Regions from separate parts of the Sus scrofa genome. Here regions 2 and 3 are each linked to region 1. The links are chromatin contacts, called in public HiChIP or PLAC-seq maps. All regions are on one chromosome and are shown on one strand. The core of a region is the stretch at or near the end of the contact, and the rest is flanking DNA. Distances in the headings are between cores, read along the strand shown. Region 1 holds the start of PEX3 (peroxisomal biogenesis factor 3). Region 2 holds the start of HIVEP2 (transcription factor HIVEP2). Region 3 holds the start of AIG1 (androgen-induced gene 1 protein).

The links. HiChIP or PLAC-seq counts read pairs in DNA pulled down with a chosen protein or histone mark.
Region 2: a contact with region 1 is called in an H3K27ac HiChIP or PLAC-seq map of alveolar macrophages. The contact joins the promoter of HIVEP2 here to the promoter of PEX3 in region 1. A contact is called at or near these places in 1 of 5 promoter capture datasets (fetal liver), 2 of 47 Hi-C or Micro-C datasets (heart right ventricle and skeletal muscle) and 2 of 2 datasets of contacts at active chromatin or transcription factors (alveolar macrophages and skeletal muscle).
Region 3: a contact with region 1 is called in an H3K27ac HiChIP or PLAC-seq map of alveolar macrophages. The contact joins the promoter of AIG1 here to the promoter of PEX3 in region 1. A contact is called at or near these places in 1 of 5 promoter capture datasets (liver) and 1 of 2 datasets of contacts at active chromatin or transcription factors (alveolar macrophages).

Annotation. Positions count from the first base shown.
Region 1 is chr1:21,799,786-21,803,395 of Sscrofa11.1, forward strand. It overlaps PEX3 (peroxisomal biogenesis factor 3), which reads right to left and starts at 1,830. Exons shown (of 12, transcript NM_001244185.1): 1 at 1,518-1,830. The coding sequence starts at 1,590. It overlaps ADAT2 (tRNA-specific adenosine deaminase 2), which reads left to right and starts at 1,780. Exons shown (of 6, transcript XM_001924236.5): 1 at 1,780-2,079. The coding sequence starts at 1,984.
Region 2 is chr1:22,239,040-22,242,649 of Sscrofa11.1, forward strand. It overlaps HIVEP2 (transcription factor HIVEP2), which reads left to right and starts at 1,642. Exons shown (of 10, transcript XM_021072421.1): 1 at 1,642-2,020.
Region 3 is chr1:22,163,374-22,166,983 of Sscrofa11.1, forward strand. It overlaps AIG1 (androgen-induced gene 1 protein), which reads right to left and starts at 1,705. Exons shown (of 5, transcript XM_021072473.1): 1 at 1,355-1,705. The coding sequence starts at 1,495.

The DNA of each region.
Region 1 (3,610 bases), core at 580-3,079:
GCCTCTTCTGTACATGTGGGGATGCAACAAGAAGTCTGCAATCTAGAAGCAAACCCTCACCTTACTGTGATAGCTCCCTCCCTGATCTTAAACTCGCAGCCTCCAGAACTGTGAGAAATAAATGTCTGTTGTTTATAAGCCAGATCATAAGGCTGTTTTGTTACAGCCCCCTGAATGAACTAAATCGCTTGTTTTCATTCCTATTAGATCATAAAGACCATGAAGACAGAGTGGTATAGTGCAGAAAAAGAAGGTGCTTCAGGATCTAAATCACCTGGGTTTGAGTTCTAGCTTCTATGCTACTAACTCTGCGACCCCAAGAAAGTTTTTAAAATTCCTAGGACTCTGGCTCCCTCTTTTTTTTTTTTTTTTTTTTTTTTGGTCTTTTTGCCATTTCTTGGGCCACTCCCGCGGCATATGGAGGTTCCCAGGCTAGGGGTCTAATCGGAGCTGTAGTCTCCGGCCTACGCCAGAGCCACAGCAATGCTGGATCCGAGTCGCGTCTGCAACCTACACCACAGCCCACGGCAACGCCGGATCCTTCACCCACTGAGCAAGGCCAGGGAGCAAACCCACAACCCCATGGTTCCCAGTCGGATTCGTTAACCACTGCGCCACGACAGGAACTCCATCCCTCATTTTTGAATGGGGGTAACAATAACTATCCTGTCATCATCCCACTGAATAGAAGGGCTTTGTATAGGGTCCATTGGACATCCCCAAACTTTTATTCTTCCTTCAAATCCTTACATATTATGACTGTCTTATGAGGAAAAGGGCTGCCAAGATTGTCTGTTTCTACATCTCCTCTCAGCTTGTGAAACTCAATTATATCAGCTAGGTGGGAGCTAATCCCAGTCTGGAAGATCCTGAGGAACACTGCGCAATATCCTGCAAGCACTTTCTTATTGCATAATTTACTGCACACTTTGTATTCTAAAATAGCAGAAACGGCCAAGATATCGATTTGCGTTTCTTTGTTTAGTATATACCTTCCAGTCCTTCAGGACAATTGTGCTGTTTTTGAAAGTTCTAATTAACTTTAAACAACACTCGGACTGCAGGCTTTAGTTAACTCCCCTGGAATATTATGAAACTTCTGCAATGGGCCAATGCCAAACAAAGTATTAGGAGTGCCAAAGAGAAGTGAAAAATCTCACAGGAAAACAAAAGAAGAGAATTCAAAACAAAACATGTATCTACAAGAGAAAGGTGCCTTGAAGAGGAAAGAAAAAAAAGAAAGAAAAGAAAGAAAAAGAATGTGGTGGGTTCTTCCAAGGTCAGTGGTCAGTGTGCAAAAGGGGAGAAACATAGTAATGGGCAGTGTCAGGGCAAAGGGCACAAATTTCACAACCGCAAAGATGTCCAGAACCTTGGGGGTCTGTCAATCACTCCGTTCCCCATCCATGCTTGAACGAATCCTGCACCATGGTTCCCTCCCCTCTATTTTAGAAGACAGACACCTCTCTCCCAAACCCCTTCTCCCAATGCCCCTTTCCAAGAATGCTGTCACCCACCTCCGAGGACCGTCCCCAGGAAGATGCATTTCTTTTTGTGACGTTTCAGAAAATTCCACGTAGATCTCAGCATCTTCAGGCCCCGGGGCTGCGGGCTGCCTGGAAGGTAGGGGGGATGGCTCCCCAAGAAACCGTTTCTTCGTCACCTGGCCCGGAAGACCCGGCTGGACCGCCGTCGTCCCGCTCAGCGTTCTCCAGAAATCACAAACGCGACTTTCCGCAGGGGCTGTCACCGGAGCGGGAAGGGGGCGTGGACTAGAGCTGAGCAGCTGCGCTTTCCGATGCAGCCGGCGCGCCGCCGCCGCCGCTCACTGGTCCGGGGCGCCAAGGTCCGTCCAGAATTCGCTCCCGAGTGTCCCATCGTTCGACTCCCCCGGAAACGGCAGCCCGCACCCGCCGCGTTCCGTTACCAGCGTTCCTCCACTGCGGCGGCCTCTGGCGCTGCGCGCAGCGGCCCGCGTGCAGAATGGAGGCCAAGGGGGAGTCCACGCCGGCCGCCGACGGCGAATGCTCGGTGTCCGCGGAGGAGACCGAAAAGTGGATGGAGCAGGCGATGCAAATGGTGAGGGGAGTGGAGTGGCGGATGTATAGGATGGGAACTTTTCTCCCGCTTATCCAACTGGAGCATTTGTGTCAGGATACGGAAGGTCCCAAGGGTGCTTCCTAGCTAGTCGCTGTAGTCTCGATGGCACTCACATTCTCTGGGTAACAGCTGGCTGTGTTGTTATGAAATTTTCTTTAGCCCATTTTCACAGTGGATCTGAGGAAAGGAAGAGAGGAATACAGAAATTATTTCTTTTTTCACCCGCTGGAATTATGCTTCAGACTTAATCCCTGATCTTCGGGGGCTGCTGCACGTGCGTGCTGCGTCCCCTTCTTTCCTGTGGACACACTCGCAAATCCGCGAAATCACATTATTTTGTGTTTATGACCCCTTGAACCTATCTACTAGAAGGTAGAAAGCTGAGGATGTTTCTGGTAGAGAGCACGATGAAAACAAGCCCCTGTACAGAGCCTCCCATTTATTCATTCATCCATCCATCCATCCATCCTCCCGACCTCTGTTCTTTTTTACTTCTTTCCTTCGCTCCCCTTAGGGCTCCTGGTTAAGGGAGGGCTCCAATCAGATCTGTGTGTAATTCAAGCTTTACCCAGCGAACTCTTTAGTAGGGATAAAAGTGTGTTTGACATATATCTATAAGTACATAGATCGTGCCCACACATATACACGCATATATATTCTTTGACACTTGTTTCTCATAGTTTTTTGAAAGTGACTCACAGTAAAAAAAAAAAATCTGTTTTGTATCACAACCCAGTAAACACACACATAGCCATAATTGAAGCAAAAGTTTCACAGACCAGAGCTTAGCAGTCCCATGTACAATTTTTCTGGTATTTCTTTTTTGTTTCATTTTGAAAAAAATGTTGGCCACGACCTACTGATTTGATTTCATGACCCGTTCTTTAAACCTACATCCACATTTATTTCCTCCATTAAACTAACAGGATACATATCTTTCTATCTGCTACTGTAATGAATGATCACATATGCCTTTAAAAAATCGACTTGTAATTGTATGAATTTATACGGCCTGAACTTCTTTTATGTTACCAAATTCTCCAAGTTGGAGACAAAGAGTTTTCATGTGGTATCAAAATGTCACTTTCCTTCATTTCAATAATGTCGTATGCTAAGTAGTTTTCTTTCTTTCTCTCTCTTTTTTTTTTTTTGTCTTTTTGTTGTTGTTGTTGTTGCTATTTCTTGGGCCGCTCCCGGGGCATATGGAGGTTCCCAGGCTAGGGGTTGAATCGGAGCTGTAGCCACCGGCCTACGCCAGAGCCACAGCAACGCAGGATCCGAGCCGCGTCTGCAACCTACACCACAGCTCACGGCAACGCCAGATCGTTAACCCACTGAGCAAGGGCAGGGACCGAACCCGCAACCTCATGGTTCCTAGTCGGATTCGTTAACCACTGCGCCACGACGGGAACTCTTTTTTTTTTTTTGACTTTTAGGGCCGCACTTGGGGCATATGAAGGTTCCCAGGCTAGAGGTCCAATCAGAGCTACAGCTGCCAGTCTACGCCAGA
Region 2 (3,610 bases), core at 392-2,891, 440 kb after region 1:
TCAGAAATACACTGATTATAGGTCGAAATGAAAAACAAAACAAAGCAAAAACGAAACCGGCAGTACCATTCTCGCAGTCATTAAAGGGCTGTCCTCCTTTTAAATGCACTCTCTTTTAATGAAAAGGGAAGGGAATATTTGATATGCCTTGACATTTGGTCCCTTTCCGCGAAATCTGAAACTTGAGACGCAAAACATTCCGCAGTTGTCGGTGAAATACCTGCCTTAAAAGCAGAACCACAGTTAATGTCTTTGGCCCGGAATTCCAGAGACTCATTTCCACCCCTCCCACGGAGTCACCTGCTCAGGGGGAACCCCGGCCAGAAATCCGGGTCGCGCCAGGTCAAATCTTGCGCGTCTCTTGTTTACTCCGCCCGGGGCAGGGCGGCGGCGCGGACGGGGGGCGGGGAGGGCCTATCGGGCCCGCGGCGCCGGGGCAGTCAGCTCTGCTCGGCTCTGCGCGGCCGCTGGGGCGCCCGGGAGGGGTGGCGCACGTTCCTTGCCCGGCCCGCAGACCACCCGGAGGAGGCGCTCTGAGAGTACGCCCGGCCCGGTGGCCATCCTTTCGCCGCGCTCCTGCCGCCGCGGCCGCCTGGGAACCTCCCCTAAGGGTGCACACAAGTCCACACAGGCAGGGTAACGGCTCGAGGGAGCCCCGGTGTCCCCCGGGTGTTGCCGGGCCGGGGAGGAAGCCCAGGGCCCCGGCCCCCACTCGCCTGGGATTCCCCCGTCCCCCGGCCCCGCTGTCCCCGCGCTGGGTGTGATTTCACTCGCGTCCCTTCGGAGGAAGGGAAGCTCGCAGACTGGAGGCGGCCGCTCGCCACAGGTCTCAGCACTGCCACCAGGAAACCGGCAGCTGCTCCTCTCGCAGCTGCTCAAACCGATTTGAATACCCCGGCGAGGGCGGGCCGCGATCCCCGAGCTGGGTGCGCCCAGGGCACCCTGGTGAGTGACCCCAGCGAAGGCAACTGGGGCATTTCGAGCGCGTGAAAAGTTCATGCTTCCGCAGGGGCCCGGAAAGTGCTAGTAAAACACTTTGCAAAGCTCCACAAACGCAGCCAGGACCTACAATATGATTTTATTTTATTTTTTGACCGATAGCATTAATGTTGCATAGAGGCGGGGCCACAGAGAGAAAAGGGATCGGAGGAACCCGGACAAAAATCATAAAGACAATTCTAATTAAAGACAATACGAATTATTCTATAATTCTCTTTGTCTTCTAGATGAGGAAAGATCTGGGAAATGGGAAGATAGGAGTGGGAGGGAGGAGGTTTCCGCATCCCTAAAGGAAATTCTCAGGCTCCTAGAGACGCCCAAGTTTTTTTGCATGACAAGTAGAGACTGGCTCTCTGGGGAGATCCCTGGATCCGAGCGAGCGGGAGCGCGGCTGCAGCGGGGCCGGGCCTTGACTTCCCGGTCGCTTCCCTCCCCCGTCGCGCCGCACAACCCTCTCCGCTCGCCGGCTCCAGACTGGTTTTTCTGGTTCGGCCTCCCTCCCTGGGACGCGCTGGGGGATCCGATGACGTCGCTGGCTGAGTCTCTCCCTCTTCCTCCCTCCCTCCGCCTCTCCCCCCGCCCGCCCTCGCCGCGCACTCCTCCTAGTAACTTCTGTTCGGGGAGGCGCTGCCAGGAATAACCCCGTGCGTCCACAGACCGGGAGGGGAGGCGGCCGCTGCGGCTCCCGCACGCAGACTGCTGCGGCCCGGGCCTCGCGGCTCCCTCCCGAGCCCGGCGGCCCCTGTCCCGGGACCATCTCCGTACAGTGTCAGAAAAATAAATAAAGGAAAGAGGAGCCTGGGCAGGCGGTCGGGATCGCTTCCCTCCCTCCGTGCCCGCCCTCCCTCCCTCTGTCCTTAAGGAAATGCTACCAGACACCCCCCACCAGACACGCTCAGCCTTGGCGAGGAGCGGCCGCCGCGGCAGCGAGAACAAGGGCACCAGGGGGGTTTCCTCCCCCTCCTCCTCTCCCTCCTCTTCCTCCTCCTTCTCCTCCTCCTTCTCAGCGGTGACTTTCCAGGTGAGCGGCCGCCGCTGCTGCTGCTGCTGCTGCGAGGATCCCCCTCGCCCGCTCGGGCTTGGGCCGCCGCGTCGCGCCCTCCTCCGGCTCCTGTCACCCGGCGGCGGCCGGGAGCTGACAGCCGCCCTAGGGGCTCGCGGCCCAGAGGCGGGCGGCCGGCGGGAGGCGGGCTGGAGGTGAGGGGGGTGGAGAGGAGGCAAGCGGGGCGCCACCGAGCGCTGTCTCTCCCCGCCGGAGGAGGGTCTCCGCAGAAACATCCTCGGTGACTGTGGCACAAGTCTCCGCCAAGTTGTGTCTTGGACGTTGAAGCTCCTGGGAGCCCGGAGCAACTTGGAGGGTCTCCCGGCTCGTTAATCATATTCCTACACGTCTCGACTTTGGGGTGCTGGGTGCAGCCTTGGGGTGCGCGGAGGGCGGACCAACCATTCGGGTGAGCAGAGCGGCGGGAATCTAGGTTCCTCGGCTCGGTAAGTGGCCTCGGCGCGGTGTTTTTCCTGCCTCCCTTAGCATTAGCAGCTCGTTTCACTTTACAGCGAAATCGCCGCTGCCGGACCCCATCGCCCTCCCGGCGCGCGCCCTCGGCCCCTGGTCTACGGCGCAAGGGTGAGGGTCGGAGGGGGCGGGGATGGGGGAGACCTCAGGTGGGGGGGTCCGGCGCGTTGGGAAATGCGGGGAATACCCTGGCCGAGGATCTATGCAGATGAGGGGTGGCTGCTTTGCGTAATGTCCTGGGGGGAGGGGGCGGCGCGGGAGCGCTGGAGGCAGGAATGTGCCTGGTTGCTAATGAGGGACGTGCACCGGCGCGCACCGCCCGGCCACCGCTGCGGCTGCCGCGGCCGCTGGCCGCCCGTCGTCAGGTAGCGGGGGAGGGGGCCGCGCGGCGCGGGTCGGGGGCGGGCGGGAGGCACGAGGGCCGGGCCGCCGGCCTAAGGCCGAGCGAGGGCAGTGAAGGCGCCGGCTGTTGGCATTTCGGCGACTCCTTTCTCCTCCCGAGCCGGGAAGGAAGGAAGGAGAGAAGGAAGGAAGCAAGGAAGGAGGGGACTGTCTCGATGGAAGGTTCAGGAGGAGGCGCCCTGGCTTTGCGGGTGCACCGGCCGCGGAGCGGCTCCCGGCGCGGCGGGCTGGCCGGGGGCGCTCGGAGACGGGTGGGGCGGTTTGCATGCGTGTTGGTCTGTGCGTCTGCCCGGGGACCGGGAAGGGACATGTGTGTTTGGGCTGTGCACTGTGGGGAGCTGGGTCTGCGCCTTTATGTCTGTTCCCTGAAGTGGGTGGAACGTTGGCCCGTTCCGGGAATGTTCCATGACGTGGTGCAGCCACAGGAAGGGGGTTAACTAGGGGCTCTCTGCCGCGGCGGCTCTGCCGGCCGCTATCAAAGCAGATGTGCTGCCGCTGCTCCTCCTTCTCTCTCACCTCCCTTCACCCCTCCCCCAGCCTTTCCCTTCTGTGCGTCTGGTACTGGCAGGGGTGAGACAGGAAAACGCTGCTCTGTGTGTGGGGGTGGGGTGGGTGGGGTGGGGGCGGGGGGGTGATGTGTGTGTGGTGTCTGTCGTATTTGGTGGGGGTGACTCCAGATCAGCTCTGCCACTCCAG
Region 3 (3,610 bases), core at 455-2,954, 360 kb after region 1:
CCTTTTTGCCTTTTCTAGGGCTGCTCCCGAGGCATACGGAGGTTCCCAGGCTAGGGGTCCAATCGGAGCTGTAGCCGATGGCCTACGCCAGAGCCACAGCAAGGCGGGATCCGAGCCACGTCTGCGACCTACACCACAGCTCACGGCAACGCCAGATCCTCGACCCACTGAGCAAGGCCAGGGATCGAACCCCCAACCTCATGGTTCCTAGTCGGATTCGTTAACCACTGCGCCACAACGGGAACTCCGAGACCAATTTAAAATGGTATATCTACACAAAGACCCTCTGATTGCATGCTTTGAGGGATCCTAAGCCTTTGGAAATATCTCAAAACAGGTATCAAGTTCTCTTCATCAAAATGGAGGGTCAACAATTAAGAGATTACAATCATGCTCAGGTGGCCAACCTCCTGTATAATCTTGGCTAGGCAGTACTGGCAATCCAGGAATAGGTTCTACATTTTGTCTAGTCCTTAGAACTCCTTGCTTCTGTTTTCTCTGTCCATGCTTGATCATCTTTTGGTGTGTGTTTGAGCCAGTCTTAGTCACCTTTCACCTTCAAGTTCCCTGGCTCCACCCATGTCCCTATTGGGTCTTATGCTCATGTTCTGATTCTCTGGCCCTTTTAGTGCCAGAAGTGGATTAAAAAAAAAAAAAAAAAAAAAACTAAACAACTGCAACTGCCAAGGTTGTCATGTTGTGCCAATAGAGGAGCTGCTTATGCAAACTACTGCGAACTTTTATATGGGAAGATATGGAAAAGTGTAGAGTCACAGTGCAAATGCATTTTGAAACTCTCTATGGTCTAATGTTTAGGGGGGGAGGTTGAAAGTAAATACTGACAATGGGCAAAAAACAGATGCAAAGAAGACAACTTTATTAGGCACTTGCTCTTCTTTATGAGCTTTCTCTTCTTTATGAGGAGGACTTTGGTCCTTTCAGAGGAAGCGCCAAAACAATACCCAGTTTCCTTCAGCTGCTGCAACTTGATCCCACGGTGGGTGCTCTGGAAAGCACGTTGGGGGCCAATGCGGGCCACTCATGATCAAGGTCGTCGGATCCATTTGCTAAGTTGAGAATCTTCCCCTATCACCTCTTAGAAGCAAGTGTGTTTCTCCCTCCAAATAGCCTACCACCTGGCTGCACCCCACCTCCACTCGTGCCCAGCTACCAGGTGAGGTTAGGTGCTTCAGAAGGTGTTGCTGCGGGGGCACCCAGGCCTTCAGACCCGGTCACTGGGCAAGAGACGAGGACGGGGGTGGATGCTGCAGGCGCGCGCAGGTGCTCGCACACCCACCAACACACACAGGCTCGGAGTGCAGGAGGAACAGGGGTAGGCGGGGGATGGCCTTACCAGATCAATGAACGTCAGGAATTTCCAGCTCCCTCCGTAGGTCTGATGCGAGGGCATTTCGATGGCCTTGTAGTTGCACAGAATAGAGCAGTAGGACAGCAGGATGGCCACCCGCAGCACCTGGCAGGGGACAAGCGCCATGTTCGCGCAAGGCCTGGGCGCGCCCGGCGGCGGGGAGGGCGGGCGGCCGGGCGTGAGGCGCAGGGGGCGGGCGGGGGCCGTGGGAAACCCTGCGGCGGGCGAGTGGGCGGGGCGGGGCGCTTCCCGCGGGACCGGCGTGGGCGTGAGCGATCGGGCCCGTCCACCTCGCGGGCGGGGCTGGGCGGCGTGTGCGGCCCCGGTGGCGACCGGGTGGGCGGCGTGGCGTCAGCTCTTTCGTCATCTCCGTCATTCTGCTCCAGCGTTTGCCCGGCGCAGAGACCCGGCCGGGGACGCCCGCTCGGCGTCCCTAGAGCAGGTGGGCGGCCTCCGAGGGCGACCCGAACCCCGGGAGCGCGCGCCGAATGCGCGGGTCGCCGCCTGTGGCATCAGCCGGGCTGAGCGGGCGCGGGGGACAGGAAGCCCGCGAGGAAGGAGGGACCCCGGGGACTCGCCGACTGAGTGGCACCGATGGGAGCGTTCACGAGGGGTCTGAACCCGCCGCGCCTTGGTAGCCCTCGAGTGACTTGTTTTATTTTGAGCCCAATTGGAATTTTGGTGTTCGACTACTGTTAATCTATAAAATTCCCTTACCAATTCCATTTGATAGACCGCCCTGCCCTTTTCCACCGGAGATTTACAAACATCCTATGAGTATATAACAACGCAGATTATGGACTTTGGTCATGAGGCTTATAAATAAAACCCTGTTTAGAAGGAGTGTCAAATCTGTTATTTAACAGTTTCTGCTAAGAGATTTCGTTCAGTTTGAGAGCAGATTGTCCTGAGTCTGGATGTAAAACCTGTGTGTGTAATTTAATACTAATCATTTGAGGTTTTAAACTGTTTTTGCCCTTTTACTTATTTTTTTCCTACACTACACTACCAGGGCTTAATAGGAAGAAAATAAATATAAACTGGATTCCCTCCACCTCCCAGTAAGTGTGGTCACATTGAAGTCGCTTCAGTCCGTGGGCAGCTTTTTTTTTTTTTTTTTAATCATGATCACATTTCAGCTAACCAGATGCAGGGTCACATTATGAAAAGACAACATAGGTATTTCCTGTGGATCCGTTTAAAACAGGTGTCCTCTGCAAATAGTATGTGAGTCAGAGAATGTGGCATGAGGGGGCAGGGAAAGCAGGGTGTTAGAGGTAAAGTAGCAACTCCTGAATGTCTTGCTGCATTTTTCCAACCAAAGTCTTAAAGAAACCCAGTAGGTATTTTCTAATTGGCCTTAGAATTATGCTAATAGAAATTAATGTCCCTCAAATCAAGATAATTCCAAGAAGATTCTACTAACGTAGAACTATTTATTATTGAAAATTTCTAGTTTTATCTTTATGTAAAAGTTGAGTGCATTTTTAAAAAATTGTGTATTCATGCTACATGTTCATAAAGTTGCAAAATTAAGTAGCAGATCTACTAAAGAGCTGTCTTTCTTACTGGGTCCTTAATAAAGTTTTGAGTTCATGTGATATCCTTAAAATTTTTATATCTTCCTATCTTACAATTTAGAAAATCATTAATGACTCCAATCATTTAAAAAATAATAATACTTGTATAAAGCCATTTAAAATTTATTCCGTAGTAAACTTCTTTTTAAGTAACTATGGAAATTGAACTAGTGTTTTGAACCTATTCTAATGGGTTTTCTTTTGTTATTTTGTGACTTGCTAACCAAAATAAGATAATGAGTTGTGTGGGCCTTTCAAAAAAAATGAAACATTTGTATAAACCTTGACTCAAAAGATTTTATAAGAATGTCAGTCCACAATTTTTGGAATGTCTTGAAAATTATTTATGAACGCACCCAGGTTGCTCATTCTGCTTATTTTTTTTTATTTTTTTGTCTTTGTTTTGCCTTTTCTAGGGCTGCACCCAGGGCATGTGGAGGTTCCCAGGCTAGGAGTCTAATCGGAGCTGTAGCTGCCGGCCTACACTAGAGGCACAGCAACACCAGATCCGAGCTGCGTCTGTGACCTACACCACAGCTCACAGCAACACTGGATCCTTAACCCACAGAGCAAGGCCAGGGATCGAACCCACAACCTCATGGCTCCTAGTTGGATTTGTTAACCACTGAGCCACGATGGGAACTCCTCATTTTGCTTTTTA